Regions from separate parts of the Mus musculus genome. Here region 2 is linked to region 1. The links are chromatin contacts, called in public promoter capture Hi-C maps. All regions are on one chromosome and are shown on one strand. The core of a region is the stretch at or near the end of the contact, and the rest is flanking DNA. Distances in the headings are between cores, read along the strand shown.

The links. Capture Hi-C pulls out chosen DNA fragments and counts their contacts.
Region 2: a promoter capture Hi-C map of adipose tissue shows a contact between it and region 1, with 4 times the contacts expected there. The contact joins the promoter of Rps6ka5 here to the promoter of Gpr65 in region 1. A contact is called at or near these places in 1 of 39 promoter capture datasets (liver), 1 of 115 datasets of contacts at active chromatin or transcription factors (thymic regulatory T cells) and 1 of 9 other capture datasets (adipose tissue).

Annotation. Positions count from the first base shown.
Region 1 is chr12:98,263,632-98,270,258 of GRCm38.p6, forward strand. It overlaps Gpr65 (G-protein coupled receptor 65), which reads left to right and starts at 5,004. Exons shown (of 2, transcript NM_008152.3): 1 at 5,004-5,083.
Region 2 is chr12:100,722,512-100,728,650 of GRCm38.p6, forward strand. It overlaps Rps6ka5 (ribosomal protein S6 kinase, polypeptide 5), which reads right to left and starts at 2,609. Exons shown (of 17, transcript NM_001330702.1): 1 at 2,270-2,609. The coding sequence starts at 2,369.

The sequences.
Region 1 (6,627 bases), core at 3,754-6,253:
GCCATGACTAACTGTGGTAACAATGTTGGCTCTTAGTCTCCAGACAGCTTGGCCTCAAATCTCTCTCCTCCAACCTACTAGGTATAGGTTATGGATACGGCACTTAGCCCCTTTGGACTTGAGTATCCCCCTCTACAAACTGATGCCAGCATTGCACCAGTAGGAGATTCAGTCAAGTTAGTATTCACACAGCCCTCAAAAGAGTGATCAGCCCGTGGCATTACAGCATGCTACATAAATGATTTACAAATTTATCAATAGGGTGTTTTGAGTGTACCTTCCCCCCCCCCCCCCCACATCTCAGCAAATCAGGGAAAATAGATTTCTACTTTTGTATTGGTTTGGATTTATTCCAGAGTGCGGACTGAGTGCACTTTTGTTTTTGCGTTCTTGTTTTAAGGCTTTTTCTCTTTTTTCTCCTTTTATGAGATCTTTGTTTCTTTGGGGGGTTGCGCACTCAGGACACTGCACACACATGGGGTCAGAGGTTCCCTCCCACCACAGGGCTCCCAGGGTTTAAACTTGGGTCAGCAAGCTTGATGATGGTCACCTTTGCCCACTGAGGCATCTATCCAGCCCTTGTTTTGCTCTGAGTTTTGGTTCTATGATAATCTATGCCTATCACTGCTGCCCAGTGCTAAGCGTGTTGGGAGGCAGAATTCGACTGCCTTCCAGAATGAAGATAGCAGAGTTTCCCTCTTCTTGCTTCCAGTGCAGGCTCTGACAGTAACCAGACCCTTCAATCAGCTCCTCGAAGCTGCACTTTGACCTTGAAAGAGTGACGTTTGAGAATGGATCTATCATACTGGAACCCCAGGAGTGCCACAGAGACTCCAGCTAAAGTGTCCTCAAGGGGCCAGCACAATGGGGTCAGCAGTGCCATCCTAACCTGAATATCTAGGTGGGGTGACCTGGTTTTCCGTTCTCTATCTCTAACCATTTTCTCTAAGCCTCATCCTCAGGGCTCTGCATAGATCATGGACCATATATATCCTGACCGATTTCCCAATCACTTTTTGGGCCAGGTGACTACAGTTTCTGTTGTTTGCAGCAAAGAACGCCGGCTGAATATAGTCCTTGGCGAATGTGATCATGACAGCCAATCCCTCCACTGTGAAAACTGCCTCCTCTGCCTGTAGCTCCTTTGTCAGTAATGTTTACTGCAAAGATTTGTTCAAGTAATAGAAAGCCAGGAGGTTTCAGTCCCATGCTGCAGCGGACGTATGCTTAGTCTCCTTTCAACTGTCAATATCAACTGTCAAGAGAGGAATTTTAGAGTCTACTGAGCTCCTAGCAGCGCTGAAGAAAATGACAGTTTATGTTAATTACCCTTGTTTTCTAGTTTTCTGTCACTGTAACCAAATAACTGGCAAGAAGCAACTTGAGGGAGAGAGGGTTTATTTGTCCTAATGTTGAAGACAACGTTTAATACATCACAGCAGGGATAACAGGGCATCAGGTGTCATGGGCCTGGTCACCTTGTGTCCACAAGCAGGAAACACACAGTGATAAGAAGTGGGGACAGACTATGACAAAATCAGGGCCCATTTTTACTGGCCCTTAAGGGTTCTACAACCTTCCTCAAACAGCACTGCCAGTGGGAACCAAGTGTTCACACACAGGTTCTGCGAAACGTTTCTTGTTCAAACCACAACACAGTTCAACAGAACGATTATTTCAACATCCAGCACAATGCTGCCCGACAGAGAGAGAACACCAAACACAGAGAGCATTCGAACTTTCTATTAGCCATACTAATGTCAAGGCAGAACATTAACCTTGATAGTTTATTTTACTTAACCCCAGATATTACCTTCGCCATATTTAATTAATAAAAAACTATATTATTGTCTTCATACTTAATTTTCTAAAAGCCCTTCCTTTATGAATTTCTTATATCAAAATTTGGATGTCAACAGGATTTCCCCAAGCACGGAGCCCAGAACCCCAGCCTTCCCATTGCTCATGGTCACCTCTTTCAAAACTAAACCCATAGCCTGTTCCACTCTCACTTTCTGCCAAGAACCCTTTTTCATCAGGCCACAAATACAACATGACTAATTAAATGTATAAAGAGAAATAAAAATGAGAATGCATACCAGGGTGTCAGAACTTGACCTTGCCCTATTTGACCGCTGTTTTTAATCTCGGAAATTGCACCAGACAAGTGATGCAGCTTAAAAAGGAGAAAGGAGGAAAATGTCCTTCATCAGCAGAATAACTACCACGCTGTCTACCGCATGGAGAAGCTGTAATCCAGACGGACCACATTCATTTGCCCCGTTTCCCGTTTTAAGCCCAAGTGCGCTGCCTCTGGCCAGTGTTGGGTGCCCACTGTGATCTCAGAAGATCAGAAAACTGACTGGCAAAGAATCCTGACCCCATAAAGCCAATGTTCTGAATAATTGTTTATTGATTTGGCCTTTATATTGTCAAAATGCCTCCGTGTCTCTGGGCTCTGAAATTTCGCCAACTATTCATTTAAATGCCACTGGGTTAAATATGGCACCAGTGCAGTTTTAACTAAACAAGATGCAGAATCCACAAAAGTCAGTGTCTCCTTGTGTGAAGGAAGCAATTTTTGCTCACTAACATTTTTTTCTTCTGTAAGCAGAAGTCAAAGTTTGTATTTCTCATGTTCTCTAACTACATCCTCTTTTTTTTTTTTCCTCCAGTGTTTGAAGAGTAAAGTGCATAGATATTTAATATGGATGTGAAAATACTCTTTCTCTAAAAAGAGAAGTATGGTCTATCTAGGTAAAATTAGATATTGTGCAAATCGTGAACTACCCATGAAATAGAAACAACAGTTAGACAAATGTGCAAAACCAAGCAAAAAAGAGACATGGGGATTGTCGTCATGAGCAGACAGAAATTATTATTTTCATTTTGGCAAATTTTTAATTCCCTTGTTTCTGTATGTATGTATGTGAGTGATGTGTGCAGATGTGTGTGCCAGCCTGAGGGCCACCTTGGGACTTGTTCCTCAGGCTTCACCATTCTCTTTTGTTCTTTCTTCTAAACTAAAGACAAGTCTTTCTTTAACCCAGAGTTTGCCTGCCTCTGCCTTCCCAGGCCTAGGATCATGATCATATGCCACCACACGTGACTGTTTGGACCTTGCTCCTGAAGCTCGAACTCGAATCTCCATGGTTGCAAGGGAAACCCTGTATTAAGCGGACCCCCCACCCCCAAGCCCTAACGCCTCAGGTCATTATTGTTTGTACATTTTACCTTAATTTTCCATCATCCCAATGACAATATATCCTGAGATTTTCAGTTACTACTTGTTATTTACAAATTCTTGAATACTTCACAAATTCATTATTTTTATCATTCTTTTTTTTCGTTACTGCTTGTTTGTTTGTTTCTTTGCTTGCTTGCTTGCTTGCTTGCTTGCTTGTTTTTGAGCCAGAGTGTACTCTATCTATCCTGGAACTCACTGGATAGACCAGGCTAGCCTTGAACTCAGAGATCCATCTGCCCCTGCCTCCCAGATGCTGGGATTAAAGATGTGTGCCACCACAGCCGGCATATTTTTATGATTCATAAAGATATACTAAGGAATTTTCAAAAGCCTTTACATTCCTCTTCTATACCACAGTTAACTGCGGGAAGAAATGTCTCAAGTATATCATAAGAGCACTTTTTTTTTCCATCTACAAACACAGACTTGGCATATCCTGAGTAGAGCCTAAAATTAAGTTAGAATTTTCCACTCTCAATTGATTTCGTACTTATAAAATAATATCCTAGCCTTAATTTCTAATCAAAGTTTATTGGAATACAGTTTAAAAATTATGTCTAACTTTTCTCAAAAGTGGGATGTTCTAGAAACTAATTTCACTTTGATTTAACTACTTATAGTTTTACTTTGTTAAAGTACTGCATTAGCGTTTTAAAATAATAATCTATAGCACTCATAAACACATTTTCACATTGCATGATTATCTATTTGTCTGGTCCAGTCCCATCAGCTGCTTTTAGGAATCACTGTTTTCTATTCCCAGAGGATTACTAGAAGAGAAAGTGATTCTGTAATCAAATACTATACATCCAATCGTATTAGTTCCCCAGAAGAACAGAAAAAAGTTCTCCCAAAGTTGGCTCTCTTGACCTACTCACATCCCCGCCTAGTTTTGCTGTTAAACCACAGTAATCACCAATCCCATTCTGCCTCTTCTGCTTTATTCTTCATGAACCAGCTCACCCCACAGTGGTCCACAGTAGCCTCTCCATCCTCACACCCAGATTACTCATCCTGTCTCATTCATGAGCATCTAGAACCGTCTACCTCTGCTTCTGGGGCATCCAGGGTGTCAGCGAATATAGCCCTCTCTTACATGGGGCTATGCTCATTTCCACGGAATAGTCAGGACCTGTGTAGATGCCTGCACAGTCAATCTAACGGCAGATGCAGGAACAGGATGAAGATGATGTAAAGGATTGAATGGTTGCAATGTTAAGAACAGCATCAAATTCAGAGGGTGTAGAGATGAAAATCTGGGGAAGAGTGCTTGCTGCACAGTATGAGGACCTGGGCTGAGATCCTAGTGCTCAAGTTAAAAGCTATGCATAACTAATGCGGATGCTGAGAGCCCCAACACAGTGGACAAGCTGAGACAGGAAGATCACTGGAGCTTGCTAGCCACCAGTCCAGTTCCAGGATCAGTAAGAGGCCCTGTGCAGAGGCATAAGGCAGAGAAAGGCAAACAGGACAGGTTCCTGGTTTCCAAAAGAGTGCATACTGGTGACACAGCTGCATACACATGTGTGCATACATCAGACACATACATATGCATGAAATAGGCATACATATAAGTATTCATTTATAATTAAGATACAAAAAGAATGGGTTATGAAAATCACATGACAGTAAATGACCCAAACATCGCTTAAAAGTACAGAAGGATCCTTGAACTCAGACAAAGTAAGCCTTCTCATTAAAAGGCTGCTTCCTCATTGGCTTATGACAAAATACGAGCGCAATTTCCTGTCCCCACAACACTGCTGGTTTCTCTTCTTGATACAAGCAGATTTGCCAGCCTCCTCAGTCAAGAGAAGCATCCCTCCAGAAACAGGGGTGAGTATGAGATTAAAACCTAGAACAAGATTTCAAAGTAGATAGTATACTTTTTAGCATAATGATCAACAATGTAACATTTCCTCTGGTTTGGGCTTTGTGAGTGTAACAAGATCAAGTTTTGTGAGAGAGATGCAAATGAGGAAGACACATGGTTTCTTCTACTTTGAGCAGTGGTATGGGGATGTCAGAACTCAAACTTAGAACTGGTTAGGTGATGATATAGGTATAACAAAGGGGACCATGTGTGCTCAGCGCTCTCCTCGGGATGCAGTGTGTTGGCAAACTGATGGTTTAGAAAGAATCTCTACCATCCTGGACAGGAAAGCTACCTGCTATTATCTCCCCACCAGTGCACGAGTCTAGGAATAGCTTTTACATTCATCGGAAATCATGTGAGGTTAGAAAATTGTGTTTCCAGCATCATTAAGCATCCGTTGTAACTAATTGTTAACAAATAACTGTCATAGTACCGGAGACATGTGGAGACCTGATAGGCAGCAAGCATGCTTTAGGTGAAAGTGTTTCTGTAATGCTGTATGCAAGCAATTTGCTTTTAGCTATCGTCATCAATTATTCATATTACTTTTAGAGCTACACCATAGATTGTCTTTTTCGCGCTTCGTAAAATTGAAACTTAGATCATTTGTATTTTGAGGGAGGGTGGCAAAAATTCTCAAAATTTCACTAAAGCATCCTAAATAATATTTGGAAAGATACGGGAATAATATGTTCTGTATATCCTTTTTTTAGATGCATTTTTCATTGACTTAACTAGAGCTATCTGCAATGCTGGCTTGGCATCACAGGTACAAGATCCCTAGGCTAGCCTGTGATGTGCTTGCCGGACAGTCAAGGATGACTTCCTTTTAGGAAATCTGTGGGGCAGCGGAAGGAAAAGCAGTACACTGCAGACGCTAACATATGGTGAAGGCTTTGCCTGTGCTCCCCTCTTGGCCCCACAGGGCATCTCATTTAATTCTCACAGCAACCCCATGGCCTGAGCACTAACTTACAGGAGAGGAAACAAACTTAGAAAAACCACAGATTCTTCCCCCCCTCCCGCCCCCCTAAGAACTTTGAGAACCTTTCCAAAAGCAACCACAAGCACATACTGCTGCCCCTGTTACTCAACAGACACGATGCTATCTGCTTCATCAAGCTCCCCTGGCTGGTTGGTGGCTGGCTGCTCTCAGCAAGGCAGGAAGTACTTTTATAGCTAAAACAGGAATTTATCCTGTTGAGAACTCTAAAACCTCACTAAAATAATTTTCTCTGTCTTTGCTTTTGTAGAAACAAACATGTACTCGCTTAGTAACACACCACTGCCTGCCCTTCCATTCTTAGTCCTATCTCAAGAGAGGAGACCTTTATAGCCTAGGTGTTTTCCCCTAGGGTGTATAAGTCTACCCAGTGGTGTGATGCTGACATTCATCAGAGCCCCCTCCTTAGCAGCTTATGCAGGTCCTTCCCTTCTTGTGGTTCAGATCATAGAGTTTCATTTTCTGTCTTCACCAAGAACCTTTAAAGGTTTCTTCAAGAAC
Region 2 (6,139 bases), core at 1,359-3,858, 2.5 Mb after region 1:
ACTCTGCTTGAGAAGGCAAAGACACATATGATAATGCTAACCACCCAATGACTTAGTTCGTTTCCCAGCTACACTAGATTAATTCGTATGTTTTACAATAAGATCTGATTGTGGAATTATTTTTTAAATTTTCATTCAATAAATATTTCCTACTATGTGCCAAGTAACCTGATTAACATTTTTCCAGTAGTGTCTCATTCAATGTCCACATTTTACAGATGAAAGGAGTAAGCCTGAAAGAATGCAGTGATTTCCCAAGTCTATACACCCAGCTAAGTGGCAGAGCTAGTATTCATCATCACGTCTTCCAACTCCATGTCCGGGTATGCCATACTATTCAGTCTCCATAATGGAGCCATTTCCACGCCCTTATACTGGGTTTCTAATTCAATTATCATTTGTCCTATGGTATTCAATATAGCCACCAGCTACCACACTGCTCTAGCTCCTATCAGAGCAACATGTGCTAAGAGGAGCCCAGCTGGCTGGTGACGGAGGAGTTACTCTTTCAAGTTATATTTTAACAGTGTTTTTGACCATTACATCTGATCAGTTGTCCACGTGCTTAGCAATACATTTAAATGGCCGTTCCTGTCCTTTTTACTACATTACTAGTGAGTTCAGTGCAGTCTCGTCATCCATCAGAAGAATTTCTAAATGCAAACTTGATGATTCACACACAGTTAGTTGACAAAGGGAAATAAAACAGCGCTCATTGTTTTCTACAGAGTTAGCATTGTTTGCAAAATCCAGAAACTGAGCAGTTGGCTGACTACTAACAAGTAGGTTGCCCCTTGGTCTTTGAGCAAAAGACTGCTTGCTGTATCATGATCAATGGCTGAGCATAGAAGACTTCAAGCAGCATTTGTTGTACTGTATGATTCCACACACTTACAGCAAGGAATCATTATGTAAGATGGGGGGGAGGTGGACCAAAATCCTTACTCTAGAAAATGTGACACTGCTCCTGGTGTAAACTGGGCATTAACACTACATACATGTATACTGAGAAAAATGGCTTAAAATCCCGTTGAAAACATCACTTTTTGATAACATTTGGAGTGAAGATCTCAACCAAGGGAATCTACACTGTTTATGTGAGGAATTCAAAAATACTATGGAATAACTGGGTCAGGATACATTATAGAGTCAGAACCATCAAAACTGCAGTGCTTATACTGATAAATGAGAAGGCATGAATTTACATCTTATACTAAGTCATAAGACTGGCACCAAAGATACTAATGGGCAATCAAGAATTGTGGGTTGTAGTTAACTTTATCCATCTGTTTCAATCTGTTCCAAACAGCAGCAAGGTGGACCCGCTTTCTACCTGAAACCTGCCATTTGCCATTTGTGTCTACTTAATATAATGTGCCAAAGACTTAAGTGTCAAAAATCTTAAAACCACTGACACTAATAACTATCGATCCACTCTAACACATTCTCCATGCAGAAATGATAGTGTAAGGGGAGACCTGACTCCATGGGGCTGGGGAGACCCAAACTTTACCAATTGGTCCAGATAAGAATTTTCCAAAACAAACCCCGGAATTACACAATGAAAAAGCAAAAGTAAAAAGCTTAGCACACGGAGCTTTACTGATCTCCAGCACAGGGGATGCAAGCACTTAAGTCGCCTAGTGAAGCCTTTCACCCAAAACTTTACATTTATAGAGGCTGCTTGCCAAAAGACCTGGCAAATTTCAGAGAGTATAGTACTTCACGATAACTCTGAGAGAAAGGACTTAATTCCAGAGGACCACGAAGCCTTTTTCCTTCACCAGAGACTAACCGAGAACCAATACCCCTCTCGCAGGATCGCTGTCCCTTAGGGATGGTACAGACATACATACACACACAAACACACACACTCCCCTCACACCTGAACCATCCCAGGCAGAGGTGCAGGGTAAAGTGAGTTCAAGCTTCAAGCTCCATCACACACAGCTCCACACAGCTCACCTCTTGAGGGAAAGAGTACCTTTCCCTCGAGACAGCGTGTAGTGACAGATATGTCACCTATGCAGGAAAGGGGGCATAAAGGCATCTTCCCAGGCTGGGTCGGAAACTGGGGGCCCAGCAGGAGCAAACTTTCCTCTCCGTGCCCAGAGCCTCCCAGGACCCCCGGACTATTCCCCGCCCGCGAAGCCCCGCCCCGGGCCCGTCCCCCCCAGCCCGCGCCCCTTTTGGCCTGTGCGCGCACCCATGCCGGCTCTCAGGCGCGCCTCCGCGGCTGGCCCGGCCAGCAGAGGGCGGGGTCGCTCACCGGTCCGCAGCTCGTGCTTGACAGTAAGGAGCTGCTCGCCGCCGTCGCCGCTGTCCCCGCTGGTGCCCGCGCCGCCGCTGCCGCCGCCCTCCCCCTCCATCTTCACCCTCTTTCCGATCGCGCGGGTCGCTCTTAGGGGAACCTGATGGGACAGCAGACGCCCCGTCTCTCCACAGCTCCAGGAGCCGAGCTGCCGCAGCGCCACAACTCCGACACTGAGGCGAGTCTCTTTCCCGCTCTGGCCGTGCAGCTCCTCCGCCTCCTCCCCTCAGCGGGCACCGCTAGTACGGCACAACCCCGCGCCCTGCGCCTCCACCTCCTCCTCCAGGCCGCTCCTCCCACAGCCAGCCCAGGAGACAGCCCTGAGCCACCAGCGCTATTGGGCGCAGCGCGCGCGCGTCTGCCAGCGCCCGTTCCCATTGGGCGGCTAGTCCTGACGTTTCAGGAGCCGCCCCGCCCCGCTGCTCGAATTGTTGTTGCTTGGCGGGGAGGCAGGAGAGGGAGGAGCGCGAACGCTCCGATTGGCAAGACCCACGGAATGCCCCACCTACTCGCTTTGGTGCGCACGCGCAGGCAGGCCTTCCCTCTCCTGACCTCCCCAGAATGGTCACACCCCTTATTCCCAGCTTCGATCTGTTAGTAAACAGTATCTAGTAGTCAGGAGGCGCTCCGGACCTCTGATTGGCTACTGCGGAAAGAGGCGGGGAAAGACGATTGGACCGCTTGGTCCGCCAATCACAGTGGACAAAGGAGGGTCCTGGAGGGAAGCACTTGTCACCCACGTGTTTGCGCTCGCGCGCGTCTGAGGGTCCTAGGGAACGGCCCACAAATGTGTGACTGTCTGGAAGATGGCATGTCTTCGAATGATACTATTCTCTGTAGCACTAAATAAATTAAATGAATTTTGTGTTTAAATACAGGTAGGAGCCGGCAAGATGGTTCCGTGGGTAAAAGTGCTTGCGGCCAGACGTGGACAACCACAGTGCAGTTCCCATATAATGAAAAAGAACTAACATGTTGACCTCCGACCTCCACACAAGCTTTAATTAAGGGCATGTATCGCTCACACAAGGCAAAACTAAATTACGTTTAAAAATTAAATACAGGTAGCTCCTATACACAAAAAGTCAAGGTTCTGGCTCCGGATGAGAAATCTGAAATAATAACTTGTGGAGGTGGGGAGTGTAGCTCAGCCTAGCCTTGACCCCCTGGTACGTCTAGCACCACCTCCCAGTGCTGGAATTCGCAGTATGTGCCACCATGCCTTGCTTATGACATGCGGGAGATTGAACTCTCCAGCTTTATGAATGCTAGGCGAGCAGTCTACCAGTTAAACTACATCCTCATCCCAATTTTTCATGTTTAAGAAACTCAAAGAGTGTGGTGAATCATAAAATAAGATTCAATTTCTGCTCCTGAAAAGCTATTAACGGAACTCGAGAGATGGGCAACTTGTATACAGGCACAGGAAACTATAAAGAATTTAAACAAAACTGTGAACCAGTATTAAGCATTAGAGAATGGCACAGATGGCAACGATTATTCTCAAGGCTTTTAGGGCAAGGAGAAAATCTGGATAGCCAATTTAAAGGGCAAGTAAGACAAAACTGGAGACATTTCACACAGAGGTAAGCTGTGAGCCTAGGTCTAGAGGAGATCAAATGCTGGTGACCTAAGTAACAGGTAGGCTAAATGAAGTGTAAGGGAAACAGCTGTATAGGAAAGATGAGTGTATCTTTATTTTCCTTCTTGGAAAAAAAAAAACAAAAAAACAAAACAAACAAACAAAAAAAAAAACCAAAACAAAAAAACCCAAAACAAAACAAAAACACCTGACAGAAGCATTCTAAAGAAAGAACAGGTGTGGTGGCACTGACCTTTAATCCCAGCACTCAGGAGGCAGAGGCAGGCAGATCTCTGTGAATTCAAAGCCAGCCTTGTCTACATATCGAGTTCTAGGATAGTCAGGGCTACACAGAGAAACCTTTTCTTAAAAACACTCAAAAGAGAAAAAAGAAAGACCTGGGCAGGGTCGGGGAGTGACTTACATTTTAAGGATAGAGTGTATCATGGAGGCGGGAAGATGGAGGAACAGGAGACCACTTGGTCAAGTTGTGTCTGTGGTCAGAAGCAGACAGCGCTAAACTGTGGTACTCAGCAGTCTCCTTTCTATTAAATCCAGGACACCCAGCACAGCTAGGGTGGATCTTCCCTGTTAAGCCTCCCTGGAGATGCCATTAAAGAGACACCCACAGGTGTGTCTCCCAGGTGGTTCCAAATCCGGGCAAACTGAGAATGAAGATGAACCGTGTCCTTAAGACAATGAGGGATCGTAAATGTTACACTGAGGCACAGAAGTTATTTAGTAATGAAGTCCCCTACACTAGTTAGAACAGCAAAGTCACTCTCTTATAACTTGTCGAATCCCATGAGGCTGACGGGAAGAGAGGACTCACTGGGAAAGAATGTATTGCAAGTGTAGCACTGACAGCTTAATTTCTGTAGCGGAAGTAGGTGATAATGAGAAAAGAAAAGACGAGCATAAACAATGCAAAAATGATCTTCTAAATTGCACATGGATTAGATGAAGAATGGGCAAACTATCTTCCTGTTAGAGGACAGATAGCAAATCCAAGGCTGTGTGAGCCGTAGACTCTCATTTATAACTACTCAATTTTTCTGGAAAGTGGTCAATAGAAAACAGAAAGACAATAACAAATGGCTGTGTTCCCCTAAGATGTCTTAATGGATATTGGAATTTGAATTTCACATGCCATAATATATTATTGTTTTAATATCTTTTCAAACATTGAAATATGCAAAACCCATCCTTAGCTCATGGGCCTTTAAAAAGTAGAAAGTGGTCTATATTTGGTAGTCTCCATAGTTGGCAGATTTTTGTACCAAAGTACCTGAAGGGGCTGGAGAGATGGATCAGCCGTGAAGAGCACTGATTGCTCTTCCGAAGGTCCTGAGTTCAAATCCCAGCAACCACATGGTGGCTCACAAACATCCTAAATGAGATCTGATGTCCTATTCTGTAGCAAGCTGGCCCGAGGCTTACAAGGACCCGGTACCGTACACCGGGGAAGCAGGCTGGAGCTGAAAGAGAGAAACTAGCCGGTCGAGAGAAATAATGGAGCCAAGATGATTCCCTGTTCAAGGCTCAGTGTTTATTAGCAGTCTGCGCTGTTTTGTTGCCAAGTTGTTAGCACTAGTCCGCCAGAGCAGAGCCATTAGCAGTAAGTCGCCAATTTCACAGGTAGTCAGCTACCTCAAGAACCTCTCCGGAAGACATGTTCAGCCTCTCAGCAGGTAGCAGAATCTCAGGGCAATTGTCACTTCAAAAGAAGCCAGCCAAGTCCGAAAGCAGCACTGCAGGTGGCCCCACCTCAGTGTTGACAAGGTCTGTACAGCTTCAGGCTGGGGGAGGCTACACTATTCTGAGGTATCTGAAGACAGCTACAATGTACTTACATATAATAAATAAATCAAGAAAGAAAGAAGGAAAGAAAGGAAGGAAGGAAGGAGGAAGGAAGGAAGGAAGGAAGGAAGTAAGGAAGGAAGGAAGGAAGGAAGGAAGAAAGAAAGAAGGGAGGGAGGGAGGGAGGAAGAAAGGAAGGGAGGAAGGAAGGAAGGAAGGAAGGAAGAAAGAAAGGAAAGAAAGAAAGAAAGAAAGAAAGAAAGAAAGAAAGAAAGAAGGAAGAAAGAAAGAAAGAAAGAAGGGAGGGAGGGAGGGAGGGAGGAAGAAAGGAAGGGAGGAAGGAAGGAAGAAAGAAAGGAAAGAAAGAAAGAAAGAAAGAAAGAAAGGAAGGAAGAAAGAAAGAAAGAAAGGAAGAAAGGAAGAGAGAGAGAAAAAGAGAGAGTGGA